Regions from separate parts of the Gossypium arboreum genome. Here region 2 is linked to region 1. The links are chromatin contacts, called in public Hi-C maps. All regions are on one chromosome and are shown on one strand. The core of a region is the stretch at or near the end of the contact, and the rest is flanking DNA. Distances in the headings are between cores, read along the strand shown. Region 1 has its middle 9.4 kb from the start of LOC108475405. Region 2 holds the start of LOC108474485 (bidirectional sugar transporter SWEET1).

The links. A called contact is a pair of places that touch in the nucleus more often than the background predicts.
Region 2: a Hi-C map of leaf shows a contact between it and region 1, with 1.8 times the contacts expected there. The contact joins the promoter of LOC108474485 here to the enhancer-like site in region 1. A contact is called at or near these places in 2 of 5 Hi-C or Micro-C datasets (both in leaf).

Annotation. Positions count from the first base shown.
Region 1 is chr3:125,919,929-125,926,740 of ASM2569848v2, forward strand. No RefSeq gene overlaps it. Among protein-coding and RNA genes, the nearest start is that of LOC108475405, 9.4 kb to the left of the region's middle. Within about 2 kb of position 1,638, at least 1 of the 2 cell types and tissues checked has an H3K27ac peak or open chromatin away from gene starts, as enhancers often do. A contact at or near this core is called in leaf, where this site is marked.
Region 2 is chr3:125,953,434-125,961,244 of ASM2569848v2, forward strand. LOC108474485 (bidirectional sugar transporter SWEET1) reads right to left here and starts at 5,514. Exons shown (of 6, transcript XM_017776424.2): 1 at 4,874-5,514; 2 at 4,735-4,771; 3 at 4,127-4,222; 4 at 3,672-3,951; 5 at 3,479-3,598; 6 at 3,025-3,389. The coding sequence starts at 4,907. The coding sequence ends at 3,198. It overlaps LOC108475676 (a long non-coding RNA gene), which reads left to right and starts at 1,464. Exons shown (of 3, transcript XR_001870006.2): 1 at 1,464-1,841; 2 at 1,938-1,991; 3 at 2,161-2,453.

The sequences.
Region 1 (6,812 bases), core at 388-2,887:
AACCATACATTTCATTATTTATTGTATGTTATTTTTAAACATATATTTGTATTCTAAATATGTAGTTTCCATACGCATACTCATGTGATAAAATTTCTAATTTATCATAAACCGTTGATTAAATTGATATCATCGAGTTAATCATGTATCAACTCAATTTAGAAAAGACAAAAATATCCTCACTTTACAAAGTGAATTATACTATTTTGAGGAATTTTTATCATTTTATATCTTTTACAAAAATAAAAATAAAAAATATATACACACAATAAAATTTGAATCCATGTCTCTTTAATTTTCCATATTTATGATTTATATTTTACCATTAAGCTAAAACCTCATTTATTATTTATATCAATTTTAAAAATACATATTTATTACATAATTTTATTTTTCACGCATATTATGAATTTATCATAATCTGATTATTATTATTAGTTTCAAATTTTCTATTTCATATAAAAAATTTAAATACAGACATATATTCTAAATATTGTGATAATTTTTAAATTTTACTAATTTCCCTTATAAAAGTTAAAACATTTTTTTTGTAATAATATGATAAATTTTATTTTATGCTGGAATTATTTTTTACAAAATCCAGAATTTAGTTAGTAAAAAATTGAAGGAACTAACAAATTTGATAAGGACTTAATGAGTATTTCACTATTAAAAAAAAGTAGCAAAACTTTAAACCAATAAATTTGATTTGATCCAAAAACAAATTCTTTTGAAGAAAAAAAGTTAATTTGAATAAATCCAAAAACAGTGAACTTTTTATCATAATCCTGTGGGCTAGGCTAGAAGCAGAAGAGCGCATATATCTCCCTCTAATTGGATCAAAGTCACTAGAAAATAACTAAAATATTCTTTTCAATAAATATTTATGTAAAAATTAAAAAACTACTTAAAAAAAAATACAATATCAAAGTTTAAACTTATAACTAATACTTCAAAGGAATGTTATACATTAGTTTTTTTTTTTGGCTAAATATATAGATTGACCCCTAAATTTGGTAACTTTTCTCAAATTGGCCCTAAACTTTTTTTTATCGCATTACTTCCTAAAGTTGGTATCTCTTACATAAATTGGTCCTTATTGTTAACATCGTTAGTTTTTTAAGGCTTAATATATAGATTAACCCCTAAATTTGACAACTTTTCTCACATTGACCTCTATTTTTTTTTGGATCATATTAGTCCCTAAAATTGGCATCCACTAAACATATTAATCCCTACACTAACACAATTTGTTTTTGAAGAATATGCTGATGTGGACAAGTATGAGAGCGAAATGTGAAGAAATAAAGGGACGACATGTAGATTCATTTTTCTTAAAAAATTAAAAAAAAAACTTTAAATTTTGAAAAAAAATTCAAAAAAATTGAATATATAAAAAATAAAATTTTAACCCCATACTTATCCACATCAACAAATTCTTAAAAAAATACACGGTGTTAATGTAGAGACCAGTCTATATAACACATGCCAACCTTAATAACCAATATGATAAAAGAAATTTAGGGATTAATATGAGAAAATTGTCAAATTTAGGAGCAAATCTATTAACATGTATAGCGTATAGAATAAAGTTAATTAATGTGTGTTTTCTGAAAAAAGAAAAATTTAATTAATGTGTGGCTCACGGATGCACACTGCACAGGGACAAAAAGCACTACACTGCACCCTATTAACATGTGGAGAGGACTACATTACTTAATATGTTATCCAAAATTCGGTTTTTTATCAACGGTGATTATACGACCGCTCCAAAAAGGATAAACGAATACCACGTTAATTTCCTTCAATATACTGAATTTTTGTGTTTTATTTTGGTGAAAATTTTAATTTATCATTAAATTATTTAAATTTATAATTTTAGCCATTAAATTTGAAACTGTTGGATAACATGACTGTCATAAACTATATTAATGATGGTTTAATTATGAGAATGTTTTTGTTTTAATTATCTAATTATAAAAATTTTTCAATTTAATCATTAAATTTTTTAATCACCATGTCTTTAATAACAAATTTAGCCATTCAATATTTATATCTTCTATAAATTAGTTCAATTTTTAAAAATTTAAAAATTTAACATTTAATATTTACAAAACTTATTAATTTCATGTTAGGTGGTGTTATTCACTGCAATAAAATTCAAAGGTTTCTAGTTTCTTATGCCACAAAAAATCTTAAGCTGTTGGTAAATTTTTTTTAACACTTTAGATTAAACAATGTTTTTTCGACACTAGAAAATTCAAAGGTTTTTAGTTTCCGACGCCAAAGAGATAATAAATCGTCGGAAAGTTGTTTATTATTGTTTTTGTTGTAAATTTTTATGTTAAAATAGTGGTTCTTTTGTGCCTAAAAAACTCAAGTCTTACTAGAGTCAAATAAAAAATTATTAAAAAATTTTCTAGAGCCAAACACTAGTAAGAATGTTTAGAGTTAAAATTTATTGATATTTTTTAGAATTAGGACTAAATTGATAGAACATATAAATATTGAATGGTAAAATTTGTTATTAGATCAATAAAAAAAGTCTATGTCCAACATTTGTTATAACTTTAATGGCATGTTACTAAAAAAATTAATTTTGGAAACATTAGTGACTAAATAATTTTTTATATAGTTGGATTATCAAAACAGAAACACTCTCATAGTTGAGTGACCATTCATGTAGTTTATAATGGCCGCATCATCTAGTTGTTTCAAACTTAGTGACACAGTGATTAATAAAAATAAATTCGAATAGTTTAGTGATCAAATTAAAAATTGTCATAATTAGGTGACTAAAATAAGAACTTGCAAAAATTCAGTGGCTAATTAAGTAGTTTACCCATTTCTTTTATTCATACTATATATTAAGCACTTGATTAAGTTACTGTCATGAGCCAATCAAGCATTAAATCGATTGAGTATTGATGAAAATACTCTTACTTTACATGTGAAAAATTGAACGCCGATAAAGACAATGAATTGCAAAGAAAGAGAGAAAAGAACATGTAAAATTTTACGTGAAAATCCTTTCGGGAAAATACAACGAGCAAAGAAGAATAAAATTTACTATGTCGAAATTCGAATTTTACAATAGGAATATAGGCTACGTTTATTTATAGGTTTGTAAAATTATATTTAATCAAAGTCAAATAAAAGTAATGTAGTAAAGTTAAAATACTTTATTCTAATCAACATCAAATAGAGGAAGTAAACTTCTATATGGATTTCACTTCGGCACTAGCCTTTGCCCTCGTAGAACCCCTATCTTGCCACTTGTATTTTATTTTAACAGGAATTTAAGTCACACAACTCTAACATTACAAATTATATTGTATTTGTTGAAATTTTTTTTTATCATTTTATATTTTATATAAAACATAACAATAAAAAAAAACCCAAACTTTTATAGTTTTTAACTTTTGTAGTTCATCAATTCAAACAAAGTTTTATTTATTAATTATATAAAATTTTATAATATATTTGTTACACAATGTGAATTATAAAATTTTTATTTTATATTTATATCTTTATTTTTCTTAAAAGAGTGTTATTTCTACACTTGGTTATAGGATGATATATGGTTTAAAGGATACTATAATGTTAAAAGAAATGAAATGAAATTATTATGCTAAGCGGTAAATAGTTATTTATTTATTACTTTTTATAATTCTGATTTTTATTACGAATTATCAAAAGATTTAAAATTTAATCATCAAAATATTAAATTTTATATTAAACAATAACTTAGACTAAGCCTATTTTTAATTCAATTAACAAGCCCAAATTAGCTTGTAAGTTTAAAGAAAATCAAGTCCAAATTTATATAAAAGGGTTTAATGAAGTAAGAAGCCCAACTAAAGCTTAAAAACCAACATTTACTTTGAAACATCAATCTTGTTTTCTTCTTCGCTCATCAGTTGATTTCAGAGAGTCTGTTCTAAAAGTTGAATAGAATTTTGAGAGATAAACTGAAGTTAATAAATAAAGAATCAATTAAATTAAATTAAATTAAATTATTACATAAATTGGAATAAAAACTAAATACAACTCTAATTGAAGTGATTAAGTTGAGAAAGTAAATGTTATACATCATTTGTATTTTAAATTTTATATAAAAATATAAAAATATCCTCGAAATAATATTTAATCACTTTCTATTTCTCAATATATGTTGTTAATTGCTAAATTTTGCTATGTAGTAGCATTTTTTTTTTTACATATAGTGCACGTATGTACTGAGAATTCTATAAATGAAATATAAGACCTTTTTTGTTTCTAAATTCTACCATGCTCTCTGATCCTTTCTTCATTCTTCTCATTTCCTCGAACCTTTTACCTGTACAGCAAATTCTGTGACAATTGATATTCATAGCTTAGTATCCACCTTTACACTGGCAAGAACCAGAAACAAGAAATAAATGGTAGAAAATACCAAGTTGAACTCATTACAGGAACAAATGCAAGCACTGTAAATTGGTTTAAAAGCAGTTGAGAAGACGATACTAGCTTGGTGGGAAGAACAAAGAAAAAGGATTGAAGCCAAGTTAGTTGAAAATAATGATAAACTGCTCTGAAAATCAAGTTTTTTGCACGTCTAGGATGCTACAGTTGATGATGCAAAAAGGAAAACCCATAGTGATGTTAGAACCCTGCCGAAGAACTTGCTAATACAAGCATCCAACTACCTTCAATCACTGTAGCTATTCCTAATAGAAGAAACTGTAAGAGCCCTTATTGAAGTCACTATTATTGATGAACATGGAAAGTATAGTTATGAGCTAAATCAACCTGGATTGCTAGCAAATACTCTATCAGGGTTAAATGGCAGTCATTGTCAAAACAACGATTATATAGAAGGGTCTAACTCTGGCACAAGTAACAATGCTTTTGCTTGTAGACCGAAAACAGAATTGTCTACTTTTGACGGGATTAATCCTAGGGGATAGGTTAAAAAATGTCAGAAATACTTTGCAATTTTTTCTATTTCTGATCGTAACAAATCTGAAGTGTGGTATGATTGTTACATTATGCAAAAGGGGTATGTGTAATGGCAAGATTTCTCTGTTGGTCGTCGCTAAAGATTTTGTAATAGAACATGTTCAGATGTTATTGAAGAATTTAATAAACTGATTTAGAAAACTACAGTTCAGGAATACCAGGAAAAGTTCGAGGAGTTGAGGCCATATATGCTGCAAAATAACCCTTACCTAATGAAGAACTAGTTTTATTAGTAGATTGAAAGAATTGAGAGCTAGAATAAAAGTTGTTGGGATCAATCCGTATAAATAACGAGATAGTAAAAGTGGAGTGGAACGAACACGTGGAAAACCTTCAAAGAGGAGAACTAGTGGGAACCACTAGCTATTCTGAGAGTAAAGTTGCTGCTGGGACCTCAGCTAGTGAAGGATCAACATTATGAGTTGGAGAGTCTACAGATTGGGCGGATTTCATTACAATTGCATAAAGTGCTAGAATTGGAGAATTTTTAGTGTTAGTAACCCCTTTCTAAGTTTATGCCGTGTTAGTTGTGGGCACTCGCTCTCTTCAGATTCTTGAGTACCCTCACTTACTCTGGGCCTCTTCTAATTTTTCTTCATTGCTAATTTCTTCGAGGGGCAGTAGTAGCGCTCTCCTTAGCAGAAGAAGAAGAAGAAGAAGAAGAAGAAGAAGAAGTGAGAATGAATCCCACAAATTTCATAGAAAAAGAAGGGAGGTTCCCTTATACGCCCAATTAAAACTTGTGCTAGATTGCTCATAGCATTAAAAGGCCAGGCCTCGGAATCTGAAGGCACATTGTAATCATCTAACCAATTAATGGGGTCAGTTGCCCAACGATAGTTTGGACTTAGATTCTATAAACAATATTGGAAGACATTCCTAACTCTAATAGTCTCCACCAGTTTAAGTGTTCACCCCCTCTTTAGTAATTTATATTGCTTTAAGGCCACTTCTGAATCAACTGGCTGATAGTGAGAATAAACAAATTTCTGAGGAAGAGACCAACATGTAGGAAAGCCAAATCCACTTTCAAGCCTATAGATGACTCGTATGAATTTGTCATTTCTTAGTTGCAAGTTTGAAATATTATTTTACATTTTTGGCTTACAACCTTGGCGTACATTGAGGCAAACATTCTCAATAGCAGTTCCTTGTCTCTTTATTTTTAGCTGATAAAAATTCAGGAAAAGGGATTTCTGGGAATTGTGTTTTGGTTATTTTGTCTCTGACCCCTCCTTTTAGTTTTTGTCTTGACCATTTTTGTATGAAAAAGAGAAAAGAAAGGAAATGAAAGGAAGGAAAATGTTACCTTTGTGAAAGTTGAGACTGAAGATAAAGAAGAAAGATTAAGCAGAGAAAAAGTTAAGGTTTCAATTGATTTAGCAAAAGTGTTTGAAGGGGTGATTGAGTATATTCTTTATAGAAACAAACATGTGCAAGAAGTTTAATTCGTGAAAACTATTCAAGTTCTCTAATACAATTTTTACATCTATCAAAAAGGTAAGTTATGTAATGTTTGAATTTACGTCGGTAGCTGCAAAATTCTAAATCCGCCAAATTAGTGGTATACGCCTGACACAAAAAGTTAGGTTTCAGTTATTTAATGAAATTATCCAAAGTTAGAAAATTTCGAGGAAGAAATTTTTTTAAGGGGAGGAGAATTGTCACACCTTAAGTTTGGCGAACCTAAGATTTTGGCATATAACGGAAAAATAATTTGTTTGGCGAAGTGTAATCTGTCCATATGTTTCTTTTGGCGCAAAGGTGTGAGCGTATAGTAATTGCCATGTAAGTAAATGAAAATTTTGTTT
Region 2 (7,811 bases), core at 4,264-6,763, 37 kb after region 1:
CTTCTTAAGCTTAGCCAATGGAAAATCAACCTCCTGTGAAGGATTTTGGAAAGCTGCCACTTATAGAAGAGCCTGAACCTAAGACACTTTCCAAGGATCAATACAAACAAGCTCAGGTCTGCATTATTTTATACATACATACATACATCCATATATATATATATATTATGTGACTGCATTTCTCTTTTATATTTTATATAATGTACAGGCGGCGGCCCTAGCAGCGGCGGCAGCTGCGGTGGAAATGCGTTCAATCATTTTTAAAATGAAACTTGAGAGGGTATGTATTTGAGAGAGACATATGATATACAAATGAATTTAGTTTTAAAATAGAAGCACATATTGTTATTGAATTGGTTATGTTCTATAATTGTTGTCTATTTAGAGCAAGGCAAAGGGGGAAGCAAGCACTTCAGCCACGAAATCTGATGAAGCAGCAGCTGGAACTCAACCCAAAGTGCCGTTCCCATGGCCAGCTTAGTTCTTCTATTATAATTTTGCTTTATGATATCACTTCACCAGTGAAGCTAGCTTTGCCTTAAATATTTCAACTTTCACTACCATGTTGTTTGTGCCTTTGTATTTGTTATGATATATGCATATGGGCGTAATGGAAGAGCTAAGCATATGGACATTATGATGAATTAATATTTTGAAAGAAAATGTTTGTGATGAATGTTTATTAGTGAATTTTTCTTTTCCATTTTAAATATTATTATAAAGTTTTTTAACACCATCGATTGATACATACAATAATTTTACGATTTAAAATCTTTTACACGTTGATATGATAACAAAATTAACGAACATTTTGTCGAGTATATTAACGAATTCTTTTTTATCGTACTTATTTTATCGAATATATTAAATATAAAATTTTGTCGCATATAAAAAAAAATTTAATTTGTTGCATATACTATATATGTCGAAATAAAACCTAAAATATTCTTACAATATGTTGGGATAATTAGATTTTTGTTCCTTATTAATCTTAATTATACGTAATTACCCTCACTGAGATTCACACACAGTTCTTTAATTATGCTCATTTAGAATGTATAATTTTGTATGCTTAAGTATAGGGTTCAGATATCCCAATTGCCATTTATTTTGGTATGTAAATACTTATAATTGTGGCAAAACTTGAACTTAATGCTTCTTTCAATTTCACATACATATTTGTGTGACTATAAAGGTAAAATTTATTTAACAATAATTCAAATTTGGCAGTGCTCTAGCCATGTATGTATTTCATGAGCTAAAGTTGTCGCCATTCAAAGATTTTTTGGCCTTATTTGAAAAGAAAAAGGTAGCTAGAGAAACCGACCACCTAAATAAAGGTTCTAATACGTTTTAAAAGAGAAAATAAACAACTGGACCAATGCTTGGATTGAAATTTAAAATTATTTCTTCAATTGATTCATGTATAACTTGTGTTTTTATTCTCGAACTCCTTATAGTAAAAAAGAAAAAAAGAAAGGTGCCAAATGTTGAAACCAGTCGCTGATGGTTGCCACGACGTCGATTGCATGGTGACTTTGGCTGGATGCTTTCTCTGTCTCTTTGTTTCTTTTGTCTCCTCTGAGACTGTTGTTTTAAAAGAGCAAAAAAATTACTAAACAAAACACAATTAATTCCTTAGCGAAAACAAGTTTTCTGTTGTTATTGTCTTTTTGTTTTTTGGTTCATAGAGCTTGAAGTAGAGAGCTAGCTGGTGGGGTGATCCATTGTGTGAAAGGAGAAGAATGGAAAGGCAACCCTCTCCGAGTCTTGAAAGGGCATCATCGTTTGAGATGGATGAACCTCTCACTTTAACCAAGAAGCAATACCAAGCTGCATTGGTGTTCTATCCATTTATCTATCTATCTGTTTATATATATGTACAGCTAGCATTTACTCAATCTTTTCTAAGCCTAAAATTTACATTTCCTTTTCAGGCTGCGGTGATCAAAGCCTCCGCCAAAGGAAGAGGAAAAGCTCCCGCGCCACCAGTAAGTAATCCCGGAAACTACAATATATAGCTTTTCTTAGGTACCACCAACACCTTGAGCTACACTTGAAAAGTTTCAAACCCGAAACATAACAAATGTAGTTGGAAAGATTCAATTTATACATAGATTTTGTTTGGAATTGATGATAATGAATGAGTTGAGTTTTCAGGTTGGTGAAAAGCTGGCGAAGAAAATTGCAGGGAAAGTAGGTGGCAAAGGATGCGTTAAATTCAACCTCTAATTTTCTATCTTAATTGTGTCATCCGATATCCCTATGTATTGCTTTTTATTTTCATGTTGGTTTTGTTGTATGGTACGTGTGGCAGCATGGGAAATATTACTAATAATTACTATAATTAATGTTATAGTAATTAATTAGTATTCTATGACCTTATTAATGTTGTGCTCTTGGCTTTTCGGTTAAATAAACAAATAATCAACAACCTTTTCATCTTCTGGATATTTATATTTGTTGATTTTAACAAATTTTAATTTATAATTTTTATCAACCTAAATCTTTTAGGACATATCAAGACTCCATTTTTTTTTTTTGGTAATAGAAATAAAAATTTATTTTCACTAATTTAGTATCTAATTTTTTATTTTTTATTTTGTAATAAAAACATGAGTGAAATAATATATGGATTCAAACATATATATTACATTCGGACCATATGCCTTCAATTTTATAATAAACTCAAAATGGAAGTTTTTCCCCAAAAAGCAGGCAGCAGTTGCGCCAAATTTAATAAAATAAAAATTTTGAATTTTGGTGAACTCTGGAGACAAAAAATTATGGTATACCATATTATATAAAAATGTAAAGCTTAATTTGTTTATATCAAATATGATTTCAACACATATGCATTTTCCTAAATGTCCAAAGGGATGTTGAAATTAGACCAAGATTCTTCCCTGTGGCTGGACCATGACAATTATTACATGGACCTGAATCGTCCAACCATTTATCAGAGAATCCGAAGGTCGTTTTCAACAAAGAAATTAAAACACTTTTTTAGCCCAAAATTAAAACTTTTACATCAACAAGACTTCACGACCCCATTCTCATATATTTCTTGGCATATTCAAATTGATTTTGCATTTCATTACAAGGAATTGTCAATTTTTGACATCCTTAACTTGTGTTTTTTTGCAATTCATTACAAGAAATTAAGATGCAGGAAACTGAAATTTGAAACAAAAGATTTAAACTTGTTCATCTTGAGGGACTTTGCCATTGGGGTGCTGCTTGTCTTGGTGGGGTTTCTTCTCACCTATCTCAATGCTTGTTCCATTACCACTTGGCTTCTTAATTTCCTGAGACCCCTTGTTGTTGCGGTAGATGAAGTAAAGGATGAGTTGCATGGTCCCTAGCCCACACCCAAACCCATTGGGGACCTAGGAAAAAAACAACACCACAATGGCAGGCCTCTCAATTTTGATGCACAAACAATATATGAGATTTAAGAACTTGGCATATATCTTACAGCAACAAAAGCATCACGACCAAGGAGACCATAGATAAACCATGAAGTACCACAGAGGAACACAAATAGTGACAAGAAAAATGGCATGAACTCAACACTCTTGCTCTTGATCACCAGCCTCTGTAATGATAGGGATGGAATTAGCACAAATAAAGAAAAAGGGTTTCCTCTTTTTTGTAAGGTTGAGGCTTACCATGATTGAAAGTGGAGAAGCATACATAATGATGGAGAAAATGGTGGCAGCAAGGCCACAAAAGAGCTTTCTGCCATTTCCATGGAGGGCAAAGAGGGAGATGAGTGCCACAGCCGTGAAAACAGTGAGAACAAAAGTGAAAAGCCCAAATATTTTAGCCTTCTCTTTCTTTGGGGCATAGATGATGAAGATCAATACATAAATGGACTCAATTGCTGCACCAGTCCCATTGATTGTTGATACCAAGATGTTGTTTTTAGATACAAAGGGAAGGCCATACCTATAGGAAAATTTGTCACAAACCACAAATAAAGATTTGCCATAAATGAATGATAAGGCTGCGTTTTAACTTTTTCTAGATAATTATAACAAACTTAAAGAAGATTTGTTCTTCACACTTTTGGAGTTCCAAAAAAGAATTTGACATCATCTAAAAGAATTATATAAAAACTCACCAGGCAGAGAGGAGACAGTTGAGCAAGGTCATGACATAGGGAATTCCAGAGAATTGCTCCGTGGACTTACTTCTAATGATCCTCTTAAATGTAATCCTTCAAAATTTAAACATGATTTAACAAAATAATTAGTTTTAAATCAATCTTTGAATGGTAATTGAAATTTTCTCTCTTTTTTTTAATTTTTTTTTAAATACCCAAAATGTGTAGAGAAGAGAAAAATTTTAAGTAAACAAGTATTATCTATAACCATTTTGAAGACTAGAAAATGGAGGAAAATTATATTTTTAAAAAGAAAAAAAACCAACATGAATTTCTACATTAAGAAAAACAAATGGTTTCACCTTTCTTTGTTTGGGGGATAATATATTTGTTGATTCAACTTGGTTTCCAAAAACCAGAAACTGGCAAAAAATTAGCCTTTGTTTGGATGTGTTTCCAATAACCAAAAAACTGGCTAAGAAAAGAAAATACTTGTTGTTCTTCCACTGATGAAGAATAACCGTTTTAAAGTTCTCACATTTAAAACCAAAACTCATAAAAGAAAAGATTAGTCTGTGTTTTTGTTTCCCGAGAAAATAATTTAACAGTTGCTTTGTTATACATACGTCGGCGACAAGAAGAGGAACAAAGCAGTGGCATTTCCTGTACCCAAAAAAAAAAAAAAACACCACAGAGAAAACCATAAATTTTAAATAAATAAAAAAACAGTAAACAAAGTTGATGAAAAGAAACAGAAGAACCCACCAAAAACACCAAACACGAAATGCAAAACCTCCATTGTTGAAACCTTAACCAAAACCCAAATATTCAGAGTGAAGATGTAAGTATAAGAAGAAAGGGGATGGAGAAGGAAGGCAAGGCGGTTTATATAGAAAATAAGGGGAAGAAGGGAGAAGAGAGAAAACGGTTGAAAACTAACTGGAGAACAGTAAAAATGAAAATATATGTTGTGGTGTTTGATCTTATCCAAAGGACCCCCCCCCCCCCCCAGTAAGGAGAAGCGTCCATTTCTGCTTGCTTCTTATACTCGAGAAACCATGGTAAAATTGATATCACTCTGGAACCTGGATACAGGCGGTTTTGTTGACAGTGATATTGGACGGATTCGAAGACGTAAACTTTCAATTTATTCACATTACCCCCTTTAACTTGTTTTGGTATTACAGATAATATGAAAATTTAACAAGTCCATGTGATTTGAATAGTGACATCAGAATAGTGATTTAATCAAATGTTATGCAATATTTATACTTGAATGAAATGGGGATTTGGAAGAAGGAAGAATAAATTATGCAAAGGGAGAAAAAAGGACAAATAAATGAAGAGGAAAGTTAGGAGAGGATGACTAGAAATGAAGTTACGTGAAGAACAACCCATAGCTCAAACAAATACAGTCTCCAAGGTTTGTTGTTTTAAGGAATCAATCAATTTCCCTTATTTCTTTCATTTGGATAATGTTACGCTCATAAAAGTAGGTGAGACTGAAGTTTTATTATTTATTTCTATTTCTTAGTTTTTAAATATAAATTTATAATTATTAAGCCTAATTTTGATATACAAATATACTTTATTTCTAATTTAAAAATCAAATTTTACGATAAAAATATTGCGCAAAAAAGAAATATTCATTGTGGTGTTATTTTATCAAGAATAAGAAAGCAGGTTATCCAAAATTAAACTCAAACCATGTTAAATAAATAATTTATGAGTAATTGAATAAAACAGACTCATAATTTTTTTTTTTGGTGAAAAGAAAGGATTACAAGAAGGTAAAAAACTAAATCCTCATAGGAGGATCCTCAATCAATCTTAAGCCTGGTATTTTGGAACGAATTGACTTGGCAAGTTATCGGTAATTAGATTTTCTTCGCAAGGAATATGTTGAATGTTCCACTGTTTTAGAGCTTTAAGAATAAAATGAATTCTTCTGACGAGAGCAGAATTAGAAATCCCTGAAGAACCTTATTAAATGGCATTAACAGCTTCAATACTATTCATTTGGATAACGACTCTTTCGAAACTTCTAGCCAAAATAAGATTTAAGCCATTTAAGATTCCCCAAAGCTCAGCCTCGACCACCGTACAATTGCCCAAATATCTGCTGTAATAGCCCAAATTTGACCGGGCTTTAAAAGGGCAAAATAGATAAATAAATATTTATTTTAAAGTCCATTTAACAGTCCAGGTTACAAAGCCCAAGCATTGGGGCCCAAGCTTAAACAAACCGCATAACCAATACCCGTGTAACCCAAATACACCCGAAGCCTAACACATACACTAAACCCAATAAACCTATCAACCCCTAAAACCCTTAACCCAATTACAAAACTTAAGTGGCCCAATTGGCCCAACTTTTACACTGAGGCAGGAAACCCTCGGGTTTCTGCCTTTCCCTCCTAGCGCCGCAACATTTTCTGGAAGCTTTAGGGAGCGTCTGTCCTGCTCCCCGAATCAAGGCCATCAATGCACTGTCGAGGTCATCAATGGACTTCTCAGCATACCTAGGGCTCCTCACCACCAGATTTCGTGTCTCCATCAACGCCGACGAGTCTGCCACAGGGATCTTCGCGATTTTCCTGCGAAAAAGGAAAGAAAATTAGTAGGCAGATTAGAATAAGATATGGAAAAGAAATCTTGTGATTTCTTTCCTAAAATATGTCAGTTTAAGGCTATAAAGCCTTTCTAGGAATCTGTAAAAAGGGAGGACACTTTCGATACACACACAGAGAGAAAAACACCACAAAGATATTGTACACCAAATATTTTTGCAATAATATATCAAAAAGATTTCACGAGAAACGAAGGTGATCTATTGTTCTCTTTCTACTTTTATTTTATTTTTTTTACTTTATTGTAAGCAACCTACATATAATACATTAAAAAGAGAGAGAGAGGAGTACCTTCTAGATTCGCCGAGAAAAGCGAAGCTTTTCGGATCCTGACCGCCGTGTGTGGCGGATTTGGTGATGGCGCATGAGGCTGAGCACGGAGGTCCAATGAACGGAGCAGACCGGCCTAGGGCCGGAGCTTAGAGGACTGGGAAGAATTTCAGAGGATTTCTCTCGTTTTTTTTCTGAACCAGGTGCAAAAATGATTTTAAAGTTCAGAATTTGGCTTATATAGCCCAAATGAAACGATGGCATTTTAGTTTAACTCAATAAGCATAAAACGGCGTCATTTCAAGCCTCAGGGTCCGCGTGTTGACCCGATTACCCGGGGAGGATCCGCGTGTTTTTGTAAAGTGGGTTAATTGCCCAATTGGTCCTCTCGCAATTTTAATATTTATAGTTTCATTTTTATTCATTTTTTAATTTAACTCTAACGTTTTAATTTTGTTTCAATTTAGTCCTCACAATGATTTTAAAACGGTATTTGGGAAACGGTGTCATTTTGGGATTAGGGCTAAATTGCCCAGTGAGTCCTCTGAATTTAATGCGCATTTCAATCAGGCCCAGAATTTTTATTATTTTGCGAATTAACCCCCAAATTTCTTAATTAAATTTAATTTTAATCCTTTTTATTTTATATTATTTTTTTAAAAAAAATAAGTTATATAAAATAGTATATATTCTTCATTAGATTATTATTATCATTTTTTAAAAACAAATTCTTTTATTATATATTTTATTTTATTTTATATATATATATATATATATATATTGTTTTTTATTTTTATTTATTT